Linked DNA regions of Anser cygnoides: region 2 is linked to region 1. A link is a contact called in public Hi-C data. All regions are on one chromosome and are shown on one strand. Each heading gives the region's core, a stretch centred on a gene start, on an enhancer-like site or on the middle of the called end of the contact. The rest is flanking DNA. Distances are from core to core; before and after follow the strand shown.

Region 1 (5,638 bases), core at 954-3,453:
TACCATATTTCATATTTAATATCTTGCTATGCTTTTAGTGACTTAAATTATTTCAACCCACTACATATTTTTAAAAATTCTAATTATTGCAGGGGACTGAAGCCCAAGTCTTTCCTTCACAGATCTGGTTTTATTTTTTTTTTAATATTTCCATTTTATAATCCGTTCCAGCCACCACCACTCTACACTGATATAGTAAGTTAGAAATGAGGTTAAAAGCATTAGGAGGGCTGTGTTTCTTGCATATTTCAGTCCAAGTTGATAGTTTAGGTGAAATTGTTGTGAATACTGCCATCTATAGGTTGTTTTTTGAAATGAATCTGGGAAGAACGGCTTTTCCTGAAAATGATAAATTAACATAAATTAAATCTGTTGACATAGAACCCCATGTCAAGGAGTAACAAAGAGAAAAAAAAAAAAAAAAAAAAAAAAGCTATTTTGGAGGAGGAAAAATACTGTATACAAGTAATGCAAGGGCAACCAGGCGATCAGGCCCAGTCAGCATGGGTTTATGAAAGGCAGGTCCTGCTTGACGAACCTGATCTCCTTCTATGACAAAGTGACGCGCTTGGTGGATGAGGGAAAGGCTGTGGATGTGGTTTACCTTGATTTCAGTAAGGCTTTTGACACCGTTCCCCACAACATTCTCCTCCAGAAACTGGCTGCTCGGGGCTTGGACTGGCGTACGCTTCGCTGGGTTAGAAACTGGCTGGATAGCCGGGCCCAGAGAGTTGTGGTGAATGGAGTCAAATCTGGTTGGAGGCTGGTCACTAGTGGTGTCCCCCAGGGCTCGGTACTGGGGCCGGCCCTCTTTAATATCTTTATCGATGATCTGGATGAGGGCGTCCAGTGCACCCTCAGTAAGTTTGCAGATGACACCAAGCTAAGTGCGTGTGTCGATCTGCTCGAGGGCAGGAAGGCTCTGCAGGAGGATCTGGATAGGCTGGAGCGATGGGCTGAGGCCAACTGTATGAAGTTCAACAAGGCCAAGTGCCGGGTCCTGCATCTGGGGCGCAACAACCCCAAGCAGAGCTACAGGCTGGGAGATGAGTGGCTGGAAAGCTGCCTGGCTGAGAAGGACCTGGGAGTATTGGTTGATAGTCAGCTGAATATGAGCCAGCAGTGTGCCCAGGTGGCCAAGAAGGCCAACAGCATCCTGGCCTGCATAAGAAGCAGTGTGGCCAGCAGGTCTAGGGAAGTGATTGTCCCCCTGTACTCGGCTCTGGTGAGGCCGCACCTCGAGTACTGTGTTCAGTTTTGGGCCCCTCGCTACAGGAAGGACATAGACGTGCTCGAGCGAGTCCAGAGAAGGGCGACCAAGCTGGTGAGGGGTCTGGAGAACAAGTCTTACGAGGAGCGGCTGAGGGAGCTGGGCTTGTTCAGCCTGGAGAAGAGGAGGCTCAGGGACGACCTTATCGCTCTCTACAGTTACCTTAAAGGAGTCTGTCGAGAGGTGGGGGTTGGTCTGTTCTCCTACGTGCCTGGTGACAGGACGAGGGGGAATGGGCGAAAGTTGCGCCAGGGGAGGTTTAGGTTGGATGTTAGGAAGTACTTCTTTACCGAAAGGGTTATTAAGCATTGGAACGGGCTGCCCAGGGAGGTGGTGGAGTCACCATCCCTGGAGGTCTTTAAAAGACGTTTAGATGTAGAGCTTAGGGATATGGTTTAGTGGAGTACTTAGTGTTAGGTCGGAGGTTGGACTCGATGATCTTGAGGTCTCTTCCAACCTAGAAATCTGTGATACTGTGATACTGTAATGGCAAAAAGTCTGGATTTAATTGTATTTAGAGTAGGAGTGGACAGTCATTCAATATATTTCTTTCGTGTTTTGATTAGTATAAACTTTCAAGTAGACGTATTTTACCAGGAGATTAATCTTTTCCTGTTAGCAGCTCTAATATAAATTAAGGCATGAACATGTCTTGGGATTTATTTATTCAAGGTATGCTGAGTTCTTCTATTCAGCTCTAACCTACATATGTCTAAGTAGTTTCATTAAAAGTGATGGAAAATTTAACTCTTGTGTGACTGAGGCTCAAAAATCAGTTTACATATTTATGAATGCTGTGTCAGTCATCTTTTAATAAATTCACTAAAATACTGGCTTTTTTGGAACCAGAATAGCTTAAAATAAAGCAGCAGAAAACCTACCTAAATTGACTCCTTTGTGTTAAGGACTTAGTGAACCATTCAGTTTTCTTGCTACCCCTCTGGGTGATAACTTCTAGTAGAAAAAAAATCACTGAAAATATTTTTTCTCTATTTTAGGTTATGAACTTACACCATTCCGTTCATTCACTCCCAAAATCTAATTAGGCTTCTGCTACAGCAGTGTCCGAATAAACAGAGATTCTCTCAGGCAAGGTTTTGATCGGAAGAGGGGGGATATCTGGTCCTTTCCAGGAAAAGGGTGTGCTCCCTCGGTTTGGTTTCATTGGCTGAATTCAGCTGAATACATCGATCTCGCTTATTTACAAAGGTGGGGATCTTTGGGGGTGGATTTTTGCCTTGATCTGATTGGGACACCGGAATCCGGCTGGATACTGCTCTCGGGCTGTGGCGTGGTAAATGTAAGGCTGCTTCACACTGCAGCCCTTCAGGCAAGGAACAATTCTGGAGAGAAAGCATGCCAAGATACACAGTGCACGTCCGAGGGGAATGGCTGGCAGTGCCGTGCCTGAACGGTGCTAACACAGTCGGATGGCTGGGAAGGGAAGCTGTGAGACGGTACATGAAAAACAAACCCGACAACGGAGGATTTACATCGGTGGAAGAAGTAAAATTTTATGTTCGAAGGTGCAAGGGTCTTGGCTTGCTGGATCTTGATGACACGGTGGAGGACGCCCTGGAGGACAATGAATTTGTTGAAGTTGGTAAGCAAAACCTTAGGCAATGCATGACGAAATGACTGCGTTGGCACCTGAGTTAGCAAGCTGTGTTTTAGTTGATCTAAAATTGCATCAGAAACGGTGTCTAAGATGTTTATGGAAAAATACCGAAATGTAAATTCTAACAGAACTATTTAGGGTTTAGAAACTACAGGATGCTGTATATATCATCCCTATGTGATGTCTTATACTCTCTGTGATTGTTCAGGAGATGGAGCATATGTCCAAGGATTGGGTTCTTCTGTTTCTGTCTTTAGATTACCTTAAATAAACTACATAAACACTAATTATTTTCCTAGAGGCATATAAATTTGTTTGGTGCTGATGATTGCAAATTAGAATACTTACTGTTGTATATTGTAATGAATAACAAATTAATCTATACTTAGAATACAGTTTAATCCCATTCATGTTTACTTTGGATATATCTTCTAGTTATAGAAGGAGACATAATGTCTCCAGATTTCATACCATCTCAGCCAGAAGGAGTTCATTTGTATCCTTTTTGGAGCATTCCGTAAACTTTCTATAATTCCAGATTTATAATTTTCTGGATTTCCATGTTCTTTCAGTGTTCCTTCATTTTTAAAAGACATTGCCAGTTTTAGTCTAATGGACACTACTACTTGTGATGTCATGTTTGCCATTTCTTTTCCTTTACGTAACTTTCAGATATAGCAAATACCGAGAACCAGAACAGGTAGGAATCACCAATGATTTTACAACTTAGTAATGATCCTCATACTCTTCAGAGCTTGTGGAGAGTTAGCCACTGCAAAATTCATGAGATCAGTGGCTGTTAGGTCTTCTGGGCCTGGGAATCTAAATTGTGATTTGCTTATTGCAATTTTGTTACGGTGTTCCTATTTATGAATGAGAGCATGCATGACCTTCCTGTCATTGCTGAGCTTTGGTTGGTTTTTTTTTGTTATTGTTGTTGTTGTTTTAATGCTGTGATCATTAAGCAATTCTATGTGTATATGTATCCCAAACTAAAAGGTGGTTCTTTGGTGTAGTATATTTCTTTAGATGGCAACAGCTTAACAACGGAGGACCTGGTCAGTTTGGGAAAGGGGCTCTACAAGATAAAGGTAAAGATTCTGAACAAACATGGCAAAAAATCATGTTTATCTTTCTACGATTAGAATTAAATGATGTGATAGATAAACTAATATTCAAAAATACTCATTTTCTAGCTCACACCTGAAGCTGAAGCTAAAGTCAAACGATCACGAGAAGTAATTGAAAGGATTGTAAAGGAACAGACAGGTAAATATTTTTATCACTAACTATCAACTGTTTTTGTCAGCCACTTTGAAAACTATCTCAGGCCCTCTCCTTAACCAGAAATGTGTGTTTCTTGCAGTTGTTTATGGAATCACCACCGGGTTTGGGAAGTTTGCCAGAACTGTCATTCCAAACAGTAAACTTATGTAAGTTACGTATGCAGCTCTCTTCTTACTTTCTTTTGAGGGAATAAAGAAGGTGGAGCAGCTCTACACTGCATGCTTATGATTAGATGAGAGGGGGCTGCTTTAGTATTTCTGTTTTGTGAAAAAAAAAAAAAAGTATTTCAAAAACTTACTTTTTACGTAACTATTTTTTTGTTTTCATAGGGAGCTTCAAGTGAACTTGGTTCGTTCACATTCTGCAGGTAACAAGAAACCGCTTGGTGTTTTCTCTTTCCTGCGCTGTTGACAGCAGCTGGGTAACTGAGCCCATTACTGTTCCAGGTGTGGGGAAACCGTTGACCCCCGAGAGGTCTCGCATGCTGTTGGCGCTGAGGATCAATGTCCTAGCAAAAGGGTACAGTGGAATTTCCCTAGAAACCCTCCAGCAAGTTATCGAAGCATTTAATGGTAAAAAAAGATGCTGAAAGAAGGCTTCCCTCTCTTTCGTTGTTATTGTTGGTGGTGCTGTTTGTTCGGTTTGGTATTTAACTTTTTCTTTAAAGGATAGAGCTCAATGAGTCAAGCTATGGATGTTGTTTATTTGGCTTCATAGTTGTGAGAGATCAGGACTTGTTCCTATGCAGGCTCATGGTTAATGACCAATCCTTTAGTGAAGAACTTGGGTGTGAGCAGAAGCAGCAGGTGAGGCGGAGGTGTAACAGGCAGAAGTGTGGTAAATGAGCCTCTGAGGGCTCAGGTGATTAGCTCAAGGCTAAGCAGGAAGCTTCTGGTAGAAACAGGAGCCAAACCTGGATGATTTAGATCATGGCTCACCCCCAGTCTTAAGTGCAAACCTGATCATATTTCTCAGGTTTTCTTCAATGAAAGCTGTGGGCACACGATAAAAGGAAGTGTTCCCTGCTCACAAACAGGCCAAGGCCAGCAGTGAGTGAGAGCTGCTTCCATACTGACTGCTCATGGCAAGGGTGGCCTATGGGAAATGTTGAAATGTTAAATGTTAAATACCTTTTTTTTTTTAACCACTGACCTGTTGTTCTACTCCCCGGCGTCAAACCAACTGACTTGGGTCCCTGAATCCCTGGTGAGCCATAGGCCTTCCCCTGCAGAGCAGGGTGACACTTAAAATGTCATTTAAAGTGTTTAAGCGTAAGTGTCTTTTGAAAGACATGTACTTGTCTTTTAAACACTGACATTAGCCAGCCTAAATGGTGATGCCTCGCTGCTGCCATCAGTAGTTGATCTGTGAAGAACATGATGCTGACTCCAGGCAAGCTCTCTTGCAAAGGCCGCTAATATTTGTCTGGTTGGGTTCACGCTGACGTGCATGCCAGTACCTTT
Region 2 (5,638 bases), core at 1,515-4,014, 140 kb after region 1:
GCTGCTCATATCAGTCTATGTAATTTCGTGATTTATTATTCCGCCCCTTGTCCCATCTATTTTCTGTGCCTCAGATGTGCAATTAACTCCATACCATCAGTCCCATCTGCTTATGTCTGCATGGGACATGTCTGTACTGTCATAAAAGTGAAAGAACAAATTTTCTGATGACCAATATTCCTTAACTATTGCGTCACACTTCAGAGAAGATGACAGGCTCTCCAGGAATAGAAATGTCACATAGGAGCTTCTCAAACTCAGGACAGTCCCGGGGCAAGTAGTGGTGGTCCAGTGGCTTCCCTGAATGCCATTACAGTGCAAACCAGTATCGGTGCTCATATCAACAAGAGCAAAAGGTTGCTCCATATTTGTTTAAAGCTCACTTTTTGTTTAAAGCTCACTTTTCATTTCATTTTAAATTTCAGGCATTTATAGAAGTTCAGATGCTTCATTCAGAATAGCATCTTATGATGTCTTCGTCCGTCAAGCGGACTAAGTAAATATTTTTTCAGTAAGTGCACACACGCTGTGTATATATATATATATGTATATATAAACATAATGCTAGGGGACATTTAAAAATACATTAAAAGTCTTTGCTGTATTAGAAAGGTTTTAACATTTTGTCAGAAGCTGTGTTCTCCCCTCCAGAGAATGTTTTTCTATGTAATAGGAAGACATGAGGTTACATTACTTTTAAGGATTTATTACATTTGTTTGCTTCTTGACAATATCACATATATCTGGCATCCATTTTCATAAATACTCAATGAATTTAAAATTAAATTACTTTTAGGAAATCAATTTCTGGCGGTCTCAATAAATCACAAGCATTCTAGCTATAATGTCCCTGAGGATCCGGCATTCTCTTATCAGCCTTGAATGTTTTTAATGTGGCCATTACCTTAGCAGAATAAATGCATGACTGTGAGAAAGGCTAAAGGAAGGTCAAAAAAATTAAGTGGGGTGTCACTAAAGACATACGTGAAGCAGGACAGATCAGGTAAGAGCAGCACATAGCAATTCAGTGATTTACCTGCTTGGTTGGAGCCAAATCCCAATCCCAAATCAACAATTTGCAATGGATTAGCCAGCATGCAGGAAGAGAGATTGAAGGCTGCCCTGCCCCAATAAGGGTCGCTTAGTGAGAATCAACTGAAGTGTTGTCCAATTAACATGGGGAACTGATGGGGAGAAAAAAAAAAAGAGAAAAGGAAATAAAAAGAAAGGAGGAACTTTATTTTCTCTTCATCTGTTCTATGTAAAATCAAATACTGCAGAGATAGCAGGCACGGCAAATCTCTGTTAGCAGTAGAATGGGGTTTTGGAAGATAGGCACTGTCTGGTGGAGGGGAAAGAGGGGTACACTGGGGACAGCGATGGGTTGTCAAGATATAAAAACCAGCTTAAATGAAAATGAATTTCTGAAGGTTCTTTGAGGGACTTTGGGAATGACCGGTAAAAGGGGCCGTTCAGGGCATAAAGGAGGTTGGTTGCAAGGCCTCAGGCTGTGCCTGAATGAGTTAACCCTTAGCCCCGCGGTGGGCTTAACATCCATGTTGTGGAGCCACCGTGTTCTGCTCTTACTGCTGGCCTTCCCACGAGCATTTCAGGATCAAAGACCCCGTCAGACACCCAAGGAAAACGGGGCTTGGGATATCCTGAAGTGCCCCGAGCCTCACCTTGAGCTCACCACATGAGCGGAGGGCAGCACTGCAGCAGTGTGCTGGGGCATGGGGCTGAGGCAGCTTGGGGGTCACATCGAGTCCATGCCAAGACCACTTAGCTGACAGACAGACATGCAGCCAGGGCTGGACAGGGATACCGAGTGAGAGAGGCAAGAGCGATGCGTCATGGTGGGAGAGCTAGTTTCCCAGCTAGGACTGAAGGAACAAACACTACTGGTAAAGATGTGGGTAGTAACTTGACAAAAATACATGTGGTAGCTATTTCGAAGTAGTGAAAGTTGTCTTAAAAACACCCAAGGATGTGTAAATACATCCACTGTACACAAGCAGTTGATTTTCGTGTTTTGAGTAGGCAACATCATTCCTCACATTAGAGGCTAGAAACGCATTGAAATCATGAGTGAGAAGCTTGGTGAGTTTACTTTTTCATACCCTGAGGGCTTCTGAGAGCACCACAACAGAGTGACCCTGAAGGAAAACCGAGCTGCATCGCTCAGCTGCATCCTGCTGCCTGAACCCCGGCAGCCGCCCTGCAAGCAGCGAGGGCTGAGCCCCGCAGCTGGAGGGGAGCGGAGACAGCCAGGGCCGAGATATTTCACCACACATTTTACACCAAAGCGCATTTTCCATGACGACACGAGCAGAAGCGCAGAGGCAGATGCGCGTAGTCTTGCTGCTCTAGGGAAAGATCCTGGTGGACACGGGGGGCTCAGGAGAGGGCCTTCGGTGCTCGTGGCCATGCCCCGTTTGTCCTGGGGGCTCGTGGGACACCACGAGCCTGCTCCGAAGCCCACTGCACCATCTTTTGGGGCACATTCACACAAAGCACGAGCAAACCCGCTTGAGCACGTATGCAAAGTGTATATGTGTATAGATATAGACCAGCCCAGTGAGCTTTTGCCAAGAGTTTATTCCCCCACGCAGCTCTCCCCACAACGCGGGGCTCGCTCTGCTCTTCGGCGCAGGGCTGACACCCGCCCCAGAGAGCCGGCAGCGGCTCGGAAACTCCACGGCGGGGGGCGTGTGGGGGCGGTGGGGCCCGTCCCGGGGCGGAGCGGGGATCCCCGCGGGGAGGGAGGGAGGGAAGCGGGGGGCGGCCTCGGCTCGGCGCTGACGTCGCCGAGGGGCCGGGGCGAGGCGGCCGCGGCTCGGGGCGCGCAAGATGGCGGCAGCGGCGGGTGACGGGTGCGTGCGGGTGCCTCGGGGCGGCCGGCGCGGGGCGAGGAGCGGGGGGCGGCAGCGGCCCTTCGCCGGGCACGGGCGGGCGCCGGCGGCTCGGTGCCGAGCGGGGCAGGCGGTGGGGCGAGGCGGGCGCGGCGCGGGGCCGTGCCCCGGTTTAGGGGGGAGCTGCCCGCCGGTGGCCGCGGGGAGCCGAGGGGCGCGGGCAGGCGGAGCGGCTGGGTCGGCGGAGCTGTCAGCGGGGAGCGGCGAAGGCAGCGCCGAGGGACGCGGGGCTGCTCCCGCTGCTGCCCCTGCCCCGGTCCCCGGTGCCCCCGCGGCTCGGCTGCAGGAAGCGTGGTGTCGTTCGCCGGGCTCCAGCGGGGCGCCGTGCCGGTGGGGGTCCGCGTCCGGGCGGTGGTACGCACAGGGTGGCCAAAAGGGAACGAAAAGTTTATTCTAAGAGTTAGGCGAAGACCTGTACGGCCTCAGGGAAAGGAGGCTGCGCGCTGCTGGGCGAAGGCTGTGCTACTAAAATGGGAAATCATCCACAAAGCTTCTTTTCGGAGCGCTGTGAGAGCTTTGGGTCTCAGTCTACAGGACTGCGCTGCAGCGTGGAGTTGTGCCCAGCGGTGTTTCGTTGGGTTGGCTGGAAAAAAGGTCCGTCCTGAGGAAGCAGGACGGCTGGCTTCGAGTTAATAACGTGCTCGTTATCTAAAACTTTCAGTTCTTGAGGTACCCGTGTTTGCTCTTGGTGCAGGTGTTAAACAGGTACGGAGCCCGGTGAAAATCGGTTGGTAAACTGCCGCCTGATTGAAGAGCCGGAACATTAATCACACGCACATATACATACGTACGCACGAGCATCCACCCATGCATGCGAATACATCAGTAAAACTACGCAGTGGAGCCTAACGCTTGAGATACTGTTTGATTTTTTTCCCTGTGAGCCGAGCAACTAATTACAAAAGTAGTGACTAAAAAAGAGATCCTTTTGTTTCTATCTGAGTTACAATTTTCAATTTAACAGCTGTGAAAATGAATCTCTTGTTTACACGTAACCCAGATGGAAGAAAAACATCTATGTTGTTGACTTCTGATTTCTTTTTTTTTTTTTTTTAGCATCGAGTACTTTTTCAGCTAATAAGTTACCCCGAAGTTTAGTTTGTCAGCCATCATTCGGTAAAACTAGCTAAAGAAATACACCGTGTCTCAGCCTTATCGGCGTGCTTCAGTGAAAATAAATACCATATTCTGGATATATTCTGCGCTAGTGAAATTTTGGCGCAAGGAGACTTTTGTATATCCGTATTTTCCCAGGCAGCTTGCTCCTTTCAGCCGCGCTATTCTGTATGTTGGTGCTTGTTATCTTGCTTACTGCTTCTGCTCGGGTCTGTGCTAAGAGCACAGGGGGGCTTGATCTCTGGAGTGCTGGTCAATTAATTCACAATTTCTTTGTGTGTGTGCAGAGAACTGAGCCTCGGGAGAGAAGAATGCACAAGCTGGTGCTGAATAACTTTCTTTAGAGAATTTTAATAGTGTAGCATTTGCTTGAACTGTTTTACCCCAGCTGCAGTTTTCTACTAGGTGTGGCAATCAAGATCCAGTATTTTTTATGATATTTCCACCATTATCTGTTACTTTGATCCTGTTTTTTCCCCGACCTAGTCTATTTTGCAGATTATTTGTTCTAAGTTAATAAATTTTCCCGCTTGATTTAGTGTTTTAGTGTTCCACGTCTTAAAACATTCATGCCGTCAGCGTGCTGCCCGACGTTGAGCTGAAGTTTTCCTGGTCTTGATTTGGCACTATTAGCTTTTTTGCGGTCTTTTCAGATATTTGTGTCTCTGACCGAACTGTGCGTTTTGCTTTCTTTACATGTTCTTCAAAGAAACTGTCTTCTCCCATGCCAGGCTGGTTCCTCCCCCTCCCAGCCCGGCTCCTTTCTCCGTGCATCGGCGGAGGTGGGAAGATGTCGTGCTGGCCTGGCTGCTGGCGGGGGGCAAGGGCTTTTAGGCTTTTCTCTTCAAGGCGTCGGTCTTGCGCTTTCGTAGAATCCTGTTGCTTTCGCATTAAGAGCTTGGTTGCACAACCCTGGCTTACGCAGCACTCACCCTGAAATCGGCAGGCTGCTTCTGTCCTCTGTCCAATATACGCTGAAATTCAGCCATGTAAGTAGTATCGCTCTCGATGCTTTCTTTTTTTTCAAACAGAGAAAAAAAATACAATACTATGAAAAAAAAAGGAAAATAAGGTACCGAGTGTCTTTAAAAGTAAGAAAATCAGAAAGGGTTGATCTGTCAGACTCGCTGACTGACGGTATTGCTGTATCTGACAGCCCTGTGGGAATTTAGTTCGGTTGCCTTCTGGGAAGGACTGCTACTAATATATTTTGCAGGAGGGTCTGTCTTGGTTAGCCCGAAAACATATGGATGAATCTCGTCTCTTCGAGTTCTGTCAACCATTTTTAATCATCGCAGCAGACTTTATGTAAGAATTTCTCTAGTATTCCAGGAGGATTTAACATACGTGACAACTCTGGGATTTATGTAAGTTCCTCATATTACAGATATCAGTGTTAGAGAAGCTCAGCTTTGTTGGGGGAAAGTTGTGGGAGAAGACATGGGGTAAAATTAGTGGTCTTATTTATAAAAACAGGATTAAATAGAAACGTAGTATGGACATTTGTAAAAGAATCTCATTAGCAGCCTATGAATAGACTGCCTTTTAGAAGGAATGAATGTTGTGGACGCTAGCAAGCTGAAAACCTTCAGCAGCTATTATTTTTGTGA

The links. Hi-C and Micro-C count contacts between places; a contact is called where the count stands out from the background.
Region 2: a Hi-C map of liver shows a contact between it and region 1, with 4 times the contacts expected there. The contact joins the promoter of USP44 here to the promoter of HAL in region 1. A contact is called at or near these places in 2 of 7 Hi-C or Micro-C datasets (both in liver).

What each region holds. Positions count from the first base shown.
Region 1 is chr1:48,054,872-48,060,509 of Taihu_goose_T2T_genome, forward strand. HAL (histidine ammonia-lyase) reads left to right here and starts at 2,204. Exons shown (of 20, transcript XM_048061205.2): 1 at 2,204-2,873; 2 at 3,324-3,384; 3 at 3,561-3,588; 4 at 3,905-3,979; 5 at 4,085-4,157; 6 at 4,255-4,321; 7 at 4,505-4,542; 8 at 4,622-4,747. The coding sequence starts at 2,627.
Region 2 is chr1:48,192,787-48,198,424 of Taihu_goose_T2T_genome, forward strand. It overlaps USP44 (ubiquitin specific peptidase 44), which reads left to right and starts at 2,765. Exons shown (of 6, transcript XM_066994801.1): 1 at 2,765-2,873.